2 separate regions of the Anas platyrhynchos genome follow, and region 2 is linked to region 1. A link is a contact called in public Hi-C data. All regions are on one chromosome and are shown on one strand. Each heading gives the region's core, a stretch centred on a gene start, on an enhancer-like site or on the middle of the called end of the contact. The rest is flanking DNA. Distances are from core to core; before and after follow the strand shown. Region 1 overlaps PLA2G4A (phospholipase A2 group IVA). Region 2 has its middle 29 kb from the start of PDC.

Evidence for each region. Hi-C and Micro-C count contacts between places; a contact is called where the count stands out from the background.
Region 2: a contact with region 1 is called in a Hi-C map of small yellow follicle, with 4 times the contacts expected there. The contact joins two enhancer-like sites. A contact is called at or near these places in 4 of 8 Hi-C or Micro-C datasets (F1 follicle, F5 follicle, small yellow follicle and 1 more).

What each region holds. Positions count from the first base shown.
Region 1 is chr8:21,891,698-21,897,160 of IASCAAS_PekinDuck_T2T, forward strand. It overlaps PLA2G4A (phospholipase A2 group IVA), which reads right to left. Exons shown (of 19, transcript XM_005015357.6): 19 at 4,375-5,463. Among named protein-coding and RNA genes, the nearest start is that of PTGS2, 120 kb to the right of the region's middle. Within about 2 kb of position 2,599, at least 8 of the 8 cell types and tissues checked have an H3K27ac peak or open chromatin away from gene starts, as enhancers often do. A contact at or near this core is called in F1 follicle, F5 follicle and small yellow follicle, where this site is marked.
Region 2 is chr8:22,088,320-22,093,782 of IASCAAS_PekinDuck_T2T, forward strand. No RefSeq gene overlaps it. Among named protein-coding and RNA genes, the nearest start is that of PDC, 29 kb to the right of the region's middle. Within about 2 kb of position 2,217, at least 5 of the 8 cell types and tissues checked have an H3K27ac peak or open chromatin away from gene starts, as enhancers often do. A contact at or near this core is called in F1 follicle, F5 follicle and small yellow follicle, where this site is marked.

The sequences.
Region 1 (5,463 bases), core at 1,349-3,848:
ACTTTTAATATTACCTTTAGCTGAAAACATGCTCTGGTCCACGGGGACAAGAAGAAAACTTACAGTTCAGTAGCTTGAGCATAAATTTTAAATACATATATTTATCTGTATAAACATGTATCTGCATTCTTCATCTAGAAGATGATAGTTCTTAACTGGGTAGTTGGGGGCATTTAAAATAGTTTCAGACACCTGCATGCCTTCTTGCTTCATTGCAGTGGAATATTAAGGGAAGACTTCTATTATGCCAACATGGCTTGAAAGCAAGGAGCAGGTCAGGAGGAGGTAGGATTTGTGAAAAATACAATTGTCTTATTTTCTCGCCACAGTTACACTTGGCAAATACAAAGACTAAGGTGAGTGGTGGTGCATTACAGCCCCCTACATTTTTTTGCAGAACATGGGTGACCTGCAAGCAGCAGTCTTTTCCTCCAGCAGGCAGCAGGAGGGATGGCAGCCTTTCCATGCACTGTGGTGCTGCTGTGCTTCCGTATCTTGTTCCAAAAGTGCCCAGAGGGGTGATGAGGAACAGAGAGCACAGATTGTTCCCTTAGGGAATCAAGAATACACAATGCCCACACACAGTTTTTGCATCTTGCTTTCACAGCGGCACCCTGAGACCACTGCCCCCTTGCTGCTGAACAGCATTTGCTGGGCATAGTGCAGGAAATGAGGAAGAAATGGTTCAGGCTCAAAAAGAGTGATAATACAGAGTAATGCATGCAGGGAAAGAGCACCAGCTCTGATGCCAAAATGAAGGGAAGGAAGTAGCCAATACAGACACACTGAAGACATGGGATGTAAAATGATTGTCCCTGTTGTTTCCAACACCCCCTTGTCACCTGCAAAGAGGAAGAGGAAGAGGAAGAGGAAGAGAGAAAAAAATGACACCTGGGCATGCAACAAGAGAAACAGGTCTGTGGTGTGTTGGTTATTGAAACCTGCTCAAAACATGCTCAGAAGAGGCATCTCCACCTACAGATGGAAGGGAAAATAATGGGGGAGAAATGGCTGACGAGCTTGTCAGCATTACTAACTTTTTGGACCTCTGCAAGGTTGAGTGAGGTCCTGCTGAAAACACGAAGAGGTTACCAAAGGCAAAACCACCTCATCAGTGTTCTCTGATGGCTTTCCTAGGCAAATGGAAAAACACTGAATGCTGCAGGCCACCAGTTCATGGCCACGTGAATGGCCCCAGGATGATAAAACTGCCTTCACTGCCCACAGCACACATGAGCCCTGGTGTGTTTTTTGCCCATGGGCTCCAATGGGGCCCAGCCCTCCCCAGGGCCATGCCTCTGACCGGATGGGAGTGGCAGCCAGACAGATGGGCATTCACAGCCAGACAGATTGACATTCGGGGCCGGGTCTGCCAATATGCAGGTATCAGCCATTCAGGCTGTTAGCACAGATTAGCTAGCCTCATAAACAGCGTTTGGCCGTAAGACAAAAATGTCCTGTAGCAAAGCCCCAGGATTTAGCAAAACTGGACCAGAAGGAAGCATTTGTATTAAATCAGCAGCTGCAAAGCATCAGCGTTTCTTCTTCCCAGCCACACTGGCAAAATACTTGTCTCGATTTCTTTTCATGTCATCACATTAATTCCTTCTCATATTTTTCCATAACACACCCTAAACAATGTGTTGGCAAAAGAATGGCTATAATGTGTGGTGGGGAACATGCCTGCGCCGTTACCTCCTCGTCTGAAGCGCTACGGGTGCCTGGCAGAGGGGGCAAGTGCCTGCGTCCCTTGCAGGGCAGATGCTGGCCCCAGGGACCTATCCCATGGAGCCCTTCCAGAAAGCTGGGCTGGGAGCAGAGGTGAGGCTAAATAGAAAATGGTAAGAAAGAAATTGTGTGACTTCATCACGGCAGAAGTTCTTGTTTGATACTGAATAAAAACAGAGCTGCCTAGTTTTCTCTGCTCAGTTGAACAAGAAGGTCAAAAGTCACCCTAAAGTGCTCAAGTTTCTGTTTTTAGCTTGGCCACAGGCTTCCAGGAGAAAGCACGTGAGGAGCACTGCTCTGATCAAAGGCAAAATATTCTTTAAGGAGAAAGTTGGGTCAGCGCTCAGGTCTCCAAGGCAGTGGGAAAGCTTTAACACAACCAAGGCATGGAAGCCCAGCGCAGCTCTTCCCTTCTCCCCTTCTATTCCAACACTTCTTCTGACAAGACGTAAACGGAGCAGAAGCCTGCTGGCTTGGGCTTCAGTCCCTGATTTCTGCTTGAGCCAAATACCTGCAGCATGGCACTCAGGGATTAAACAGTCACACAAGAAATTGCTGTTCCTATTGTACTGAAAATTTTAACTTTTTGGCTAGTCCGAAGGTGAACAGGTCACTCTGTGAACTTTATCATTGTGCTCTTTTCTTCACATGCAAAATAGTCTCATGATTTTGTTGTCATGGGGAATTCTTTGCTATGACGATCTGCTTACCTAGCGTGAGAAGAGCGAGTGTGTAACAACTTAACTGAGTGAGTCAGATTGATACACAAATCTAACCCGTATGTGAAATGAAAAAGCAGTAAGAGTGATGGGTGTATTTACAGCTTCAGGAAATGTCTACATGCTTTTGCTTTGAGTGAGCATCAGAGCAAACATGTGGTATGTAAATGTCTTTGGTTGCACAACCTCCTATGCAGCACTGCTAAAATCCCATCCATTTGTTCGTCCAGAGCAGCTGAGCCTCAAAATCAAGCTAGTGCTCTAAAAGCTGAGATCTGTGGGCAATCCAGCCTGCAAAGAGAATACCAGAGCCTGCTTAGGCTTCTCAGGTTGCATCCCCCAGACAAAACATGCTGGGTCAAAACAGAAAGCACATTCGCCACAACCCTAGCTCCCAGCCAGAATGTTTTCTACATGCTGATGCAAACAGTCTTGAGGCCAATGTCCTTGTGCTCTCATGCTTTCCGGCACAGATTTCATTCTGAGCATTCATTTCCTCTAAAAAATTCCAATTCCTCCCCTGGCAGTGGGGGGCATAGCCTGAAGCTCTCTCTGCAAAGCTGCATGCCTGCCTTCCCCAGACGCCCAGCCAACGGCAGGGCTGAGCACTCTGCAGGCACCAGGCCAGCATGGGGGCACCTCCATGGCTGCACAAATTGCAAAAATTGTATTTTTTTCCCCCTCAAAATCCACCTTCTACTACCTTATAGGTAAATTTTGAGAAAATCCACACCCAAGCACACGTGTTTGTACTTGCATTTGAGAAGAATCTCCTCCAAACATACATATGCTTGATGGAAAAAAATATCACAGGGATAAAAGAGATCAAGCAGAGTTAGGAGACGGATAGGGAAACGGAAGACTAGATCTTTAGGCTAAGGAAAAAAAAAAAAAAAGTGTTCTTAGTTTCCCATCACTTGTCAGAAGTGGAAGGGTTTTTGTGTGGTTTTTTTGTTTGTTTTGTTTTGTTTTTTTCTCCATTTTTTATTGTCCTTTGATGTAATTCTTAATATACTAGGTAAGACTGCAGACTTTAATATACTGTCTAAGAATATTAAGACTACAGACTATTTTTAATATACTGCGTAAGACTCTAAAGCTGAGCTGAAATAGTTTTCAATTTCCGAGTTTCTGATCGTATCACAATGAATTTCTCTACTTGAAGTTAAACTAAAATTAGGTGAGGTTTTAGTTTGAGACTAGTGAAATTATAATTATGAACTTACCAATGAGCTTCTGGAGAGGCTGAGACATTTCAAACGCTTGAAAGAGTTAGAACAAGGTTTTGTTCTGATAGATTTGGTTTTAGCAGAGGTAAACATTTGTTTACCCCCCCCATATGCATGTTAGACCTAAAGCTTTTGACTCCTCTACTATTTTATTTGGAGATCTACTGGTCATAGCTAACTCCTAGCCTTACTTGCCAAAGAGCGATGGGGAGTATTTATGCATCTCTCATCACAGTGATGACCTTGCATTTCTGAAGAACCTGCAGATGACAGACTGTGCTCGGTTTTCAGCAAAAGGAAGCAACAAGCCAAAAGCTATTTGACCCAAACAGGTTTGAGGAACTTTTACCTGCTTTTTAAGAACTCTGAGATTAAAGATAGTAAAAACCCAGCATTCAAGCCCATGCTGTCAAGCTCTTAAGAGAAAGCACAAAGCAGCTGGCAGAGCGGTGACAGCAAAATACAACAGCGGGGATTGAAATGGATTGACGCATGATCAGCACACATTGGGCTGCTCAAAGAAGTTGCATTTGTAACATTTAAACTAGAAAGAAAGACTAACAAGGAAAGCCCTGAATTCCCTGCATAAGAGCTGCTCCACCAGGTTCCACATACACCACAAAGATGTTCCACAACCCTTCACCAAAAAAAAAGTGAAAATATCATGTAAATGATGAAAATAAACTGAAAACAGTAGGTGCCAAATATATTTTTTTTATTGTTTGATAACACTGTAATATTATAAACTGTGTAAAGTATGATAAAACTTCTATAAAACAGAGAAGGTGCATCTTACAAAATACAAACATTACCTCATTAACAAAAAGGGGAAAATATAAAGAAAATATTACAATAGCAGTACCAGTTTCTTCCTGTATTCCAAAATTTACTGAAAAATGTTTAAGTTATGCAGCACTAAGATAAGTTATTTTTATTTTCTCTCTTGATTTCAAACATGCATTACATCAAACAGAAATAAAACCTATTAATCAATACAGAAAATTTAATTAATTACCTAGCATTGCATGTAGATTTAAGGAGGGATGATGCAGCATCTATTATGCATTACAATTACTTCCCTTCCTCTGGGCTTACAGATTTTAGCAATTAAAAATAGCTCAATTATTCACAATAAGATGAACAGTCACTGAATTAGCAATAAACTTGGATAAAGGAGCAGTTATAGTAAAGTTGTTTTGTCGCAAAATTATCAAACAAGATCAGATATGCTTTGGGTAGTCTTTACACAAAATGATACCCTTGTGACAATTATCTCTGTGCCTGCCAGAATCCTGAAAGCCCTATCATAAAGGTAAGGGAGTTAAATATGAACCCCAGTAATGTCAACTGAAATACAGAGAGCAAAATTTCATTTACAGTTCTTGCAAAGAAACACCCATACCATCTGACTGCGCTACTGTGAACAATCCCACCTACACCTTCTGTTTTCACCACAATGCAATTCCTAGAGAAAGGAGTGCTGTTCTCAACCTGCTTCTGGCCAAGCAGCACACAGGGCCACCTTCTCACCTCTACAAGTACCTTCACATGTCCATTAACTCTCCCAGACAGTTAAACTCACCTTCAACCAAACTGCTCAGCCCCTGCCACCTTCTCCAAACCCCACAAGAAAGCAGGTAGCAAAAAATTGCTGGGACTACCAGGTGCACCCACTGAGAGTTAATCCCATAGGGGTTTTTGGTTGTTTGGTTGTTTCTGTTTTAAGTGAAACCCATCAGACCAAGCGTCCTAAACTTTGCAGCTCTCAGATCTGGTATGCAGGCAGT
Region 2 (5,463 bases), core at 967-3,466, 200 kb after region 1:
ATGAAAGGAAGTGAGGAGGCATGCTGTAGGTAGGGATGGTAGCTAACTAATAGCACCCAGGTCTGAAGTGAAAGGATTTACCATTTTTCCTATTAATACCAATGATATTGTAGTAGGGAAGGAAAGTTTAGAGAATTACTTTTGCTGGAAAAAAAGCAGGCAGTCTGAACACGTTTTGCTTATACCATTTTGAACCTACGTGACTATTTGTGCAGCTGAAGCTGAGTGTTTAGAATAAGAAAATGAAAATGTGGATCACACCTTTAGTACATGAAGCATTAAAAACCACAGCCAGCAGCCAGCTCTTGCAAACATCTATCTTGCCAAAACATTCAAGGTAATTGCATCAATCACTGGCTCCGCACAAACAAGTTGAGGATTGGTGGTAGTGTGGTCTGACGACCAGAAAGAATTACTTTACTTTTGAGACGGTGCCTCTAAATCTATGAACTACAGTCACATCTCCCATAAATTAGCATAATTTCACTGATCTCATCAAAATTCCACCTATTTTGGGCTGAGTTTGGCCTGTAATTCAGGTTCATGCAGCACAGGGAGATGCAGCACTTGTAGTTTTAGCACCACACCAGAGGTTGCTTTCTGGATACACATCACATCCTTACGTGCATCCCTCCTGCTTTCCAGCACGTCTCAGAGAAGGTCAGCCCTCAAATGCCAGACCTCAAATGCCAATGAAAAGAAAGTCAGTACAGAACAGGGTTGAGCCAAACATTAATAGCCTGTATACAAAGTAGCACAACTTCCACCTTTCTTCAGCTTCCCCCAGGAACCAAACGTAAAGTAACTTTGGGGTGAGGGGAAGACTAAGAAAATGCCCAGAATTTTGATTTGGTTGTCAGTTATTTTCAACTGGGGGGGAAAGAACTAAGAAATTTCAAAAGGATTTGGACATTTGTAACTCAGAAGTTGCACTTCAATGTACCAAAGTCATCAAGAAACAATTTAAAATGAACTAAAATTAAAAATGAAAATATTATCTAAAAACATCAATTTCAAAATTAAATAAAACATCCTAGTACAGTATTAAGCTAAGCCAAAATAACTTTATGTACTCATTTCAGCAAAAAGCACTGAAAATGTTATTTTGACTCAAACGAAATATATATCTTTTTTCCACATTTCAATTACCTTGCTGAACCACATCTCTCTTCTACGCAACTTTACGGGAAAAGGTCATGTGAAGTCCACATCAGCATACAGATGAGAGCAACTAATGGTGCAAACACAGATTGGATCAGGGTTTTTACAGCAAATAAAATCAGTGTTGTTTTAGTTCCAGAAGTTCAAACTTAGTTTAGTAGAAGGGGAAGAGAAAAAGAGAATTACATTTCGTTATTTTAGAAAATTATATGTTCATAGGCTTTCTTCACATATCAGTCTGGCATGCAAGACTGGATTCATAACTAAGATGGATTGCATTTTGTTTTCTGAAGATATTTAATTTTACACACACTCAGCAACCTATGAGATTAAACTTGTCTTGGAAAAAAAGAAAAATGCAAAAAATGTTTTCAGATCACGAGCACTTCTTTTATTTCAGACAATGAAGTCATAGCAGCTCAGTAAGATGACAAACAAAAATAAAAATCGCTATTCTTCCTTGCATTGAATTCCTAAAACACCATGATGATGCTTCACAAGAAAGTAAAGTAGAAATTTTGTTATTGTAGTACTCCTTGGCTATAAGCATAAAGTTGTATCAAAGCCTTGTATTGATAATCGGTGATAACTGGCCCAATGTTCACATACAAGAATTATAGCACTGTTTACAATTTTCTTATATTTTCTTATTTTTCTTCCCTGTGGAGTTTGTAATAGTTCAGACAATTTTAAATCCCTCAAAAGAGTCAGCCAGAAGAGGAGGAAGGTCCTAAAGATGTGACCCATGCCCCTGCTCATCCCCACATTGTCCATTACTGACTGCAGCATGAGGCATCGCTATGAGGCAGATGAGCCACGTGGACGTGACTGGACAGTGATGTGCTCTAGGTACTCATTTTTGAGCAGCAGCAGGCGTGCGGTATGGAACAGCAAAGAAAAATAGTTCTGGCATTTGACATTCTGAGGAACAGGGAGGAAGGACTGTGGTTTAACGGAATCCCTGACACCCCTTCTCCAGTAGCCCCCCATGGTCTGACACCAAGCCCGTTTTCCTGCAGTCTGGATATCAGCACAGGAGACGTGAGTGCCAGACTGTTTCACAGTTTTGCTTAGCAATTATCTTTTATCTTTCGACAACATGCTGTACCCTACGCCTTCACAGTCAAGAGCTTTCCTGACACAGGCATTCTGTGAAAGAGCTCTATCCCACTCAGTTTGGGGTTTCCTGTCCTTTTTTTTTTTTTTTTTTTTGGGGGGGGGGGTGGTGGTGGTGCAGGAGGGGTATTTATATTGGAACAACCTGTTGAAATATGCAAGCATATTCAGCAAAAGCCTTAAACTGGAGAAGATGGCCAGTTCTGCTGCCTTCATCTGTTTGTTTTTTTGCTGCAGCAGAGAGAAGCCAAAACATGGGGCTGGAAGGAGTTCAGACTTAAACCACTGGAACATGTTAACAAGTTTTTCCATTACTAGATAGAGTTTTATCTATCAATTTGGAAAAATATTCTCAAACCATACCAGTGAGGTTAGGGGAAGGTCACTGAAAATATGATAAAGCCTCCATCTAACAAATCCCCGTGTCAAAACTATTGCATTTTTTGAAATTCTAAAGATGGAAAATAATACAGGAAAGGATAGTGACGACAATCTTCAGTAACAGCTGTGGGACAGATTTAACTTGGAGAGAGGTAATGCAGAAGATGCTTTAAGATGGCTTTGCGGTCCCCATGGCCCAGGACAGATGTGCCCATTCAGTCACATAACATAACTCACAACATCCTGCTATAATTTAAGCCAGTTATGTATGACCTTGGGGGCTGCTGAAGATTATTACAAGTAGCAGGTGTTCCCTTGGAGCATCTCTCTCTGTACATGTTGCCAAATGGAAAAAGAATGAAGGAGGAAGATGATGTCTTTTTAGAGCATTTAATCTATTTTCAATTGCTTGTAAAACTGTGATTCTTTGTTTCATTTGGAAAGAGCAAGATATATTCATTTCACCTTAAGCCTCCATTTCTCTTTCATCCTCCTTTGGGGTACTTGCATCATCTGCACAGTATTTCCTCTTTACCTCTCACTTGATATTTAGAAGCCTCATTACTTGTCAGAACTACTTCTCTGCAACATAGTTTTATTGACTTTTTTTTTTCTTGAGGAAAAAATATATTACTGCCTGAGATGTTTCAGATAAGCCAGAACTTTATACACTTTCCTCTCTGTCTAATTTCTTTAGTAAATAATTTCCAGGCTCTCAACACACTTGATCCAAGTGATGCTGATACCTTCTTAAGGGCTGATATGCTTTTCAAAAGATCATAACTATGAAAGTAGCTGAAGTCTGGTCTGAACCTTTCCTTTTGCTACTGTGAGATATGCAATAAATGAACATTGCTACACTAAAACCTTACCTCACTGGGTTTCTCCATTCAGAGCACTCCAGCATGACTCTACCATGTTTTACCTATTGACCTTCTCTTTCGCACACCAAAATGCACTTTAGTATCCTGGTGAGATTTCTCTGAAGATCTTTACTTTACTTTGGATATCTTGAAAGTCAGTTATACCTCATGAACCATGAATTATTTTTTATAGTAACAACAACAATATGAGGGGTTAAGCAAGTTCCTCTCTCATCTAGGAACCAATGACTATGAACTTTTAATTCATCCCTTCTACCTCGGACTGGGATTTCTCCATGGAGACTACCAGAGTTAGGTGGCCAGAACCGTGGCTATAGATGGGTACTCACTACCAATATTATATACCCATCTTCTGATCTTTGATGAGTCCTGTCCTGGCTGTCACTTCACATTTTCACATTAACATATTTCACATTAACATATTGCTTATGTTATAGGCTTTAGGTTCTCGACTTGCTTATGCTCTACTCTCTTATCTATTTTGTGTTATGAGCTCTTTGGGCCAAAAGCAGCTCCAATGAGAGATGTGGAGATCTCATTCAACCTGGCAAGACGAAAGCCACAAAAAGATGAGCAAATAGAATTCTTGTGATATACATCCTGTTGTTTTTTGTTTTTTGTTTTCCTCTCAGCTTTAAAAGCAATTTATTTTGCTAAAGGTCTTCAACAGTGAATCAGGAAACTATTGTGGTATGTGCCTATGAAAAGTAAAGCCCTCCACTCCAGACTCTTTCCACCCTGCCAGATAAGAAGATTGAAACACTTAGGGTGATTAGCCAAACAATTATTGATAAAATGATAATGACCACTGTAACATTTCTCAGTATTTGAGTGGATGCATTGTACTGCAACTGATAACAGAAGACATTTATGCATTTCTAAAACCTCTTCAGAAAGTAATGTTAGAAGAACCTCTGTCAGATATTGACAGGTCCACTTATCTATAAAAAAAATTCTTCTTATGTATCTGTGATTTTTAAAGACATTAAGTAACCAATGATATGCTCAGAAATTTACTTCAAATCACTGTCTTTCCCTGAATCCAGTATGTAACCACTCCTCTAAGTTAAATGTCTTGATGTCTTCTGCAGAACAGACTGCTGCAGTGGAACATGGGAGAATTTCTGAGCTGAGGAACATGCAGCATTCACCAATTTCATTGTTCAGCAAATAAACTTTTTTTAAGAGACATACACAAATAGTAACTCTCACATAGAAAAGCTAACTATATAGCCAGTGAAACGAAAGTATCTCTTTTTACATATAAGTTTTTAGAACTGCAATATTGTAAGACATAATTTTGACTAGGTGCTATGGTACTGGTATAGAAAAGATACAAACCAAGCCCTCAGAGGCTTCTAGAAAAGAGCCTTCAGCACAGGCATGTTAACATCACAAAGTAGGCAAGAATCAGAGCCAAAATTAGCAAAATGCATAAATCAGAGCCAAAATGATTTTAAAAATGTATTACTTAAAATAACAGGGAAAGTGAAAGCCCCCAGGACACACAGAAAACAATCTCTTTCCCTTAAAATTTGGAATCTGCCAGACTATAATACTGTTGGGCTAAATGCCATTATTAACATCATGCCAGGCTAGACAAGAATCCTCCTCCTCAGGCAATGCTCGGCAACTTTAACAAAGGAACTCTTTCCAAAGTTAAATGAGGTAATATAAATACCCAAGGAAAGGCCAGGGGACTATTAATAGCCACTTCATATCTCTTTAACTTTGTGAATCCAGCATACCTGTCAGTCAAGTAAGTCAATTAGTCCATTATTTCCACTGTACCTGAGCAAAGGCAAATAAAATGTTGAGGTGACTTGGACTGATCAAAATCTTAGTGTTACCTCTTGATCAATCACTGTACTTTGTACCAAGTACCAAGCACCAAGCATTTTGACTTTTCAAAGCAAAACCT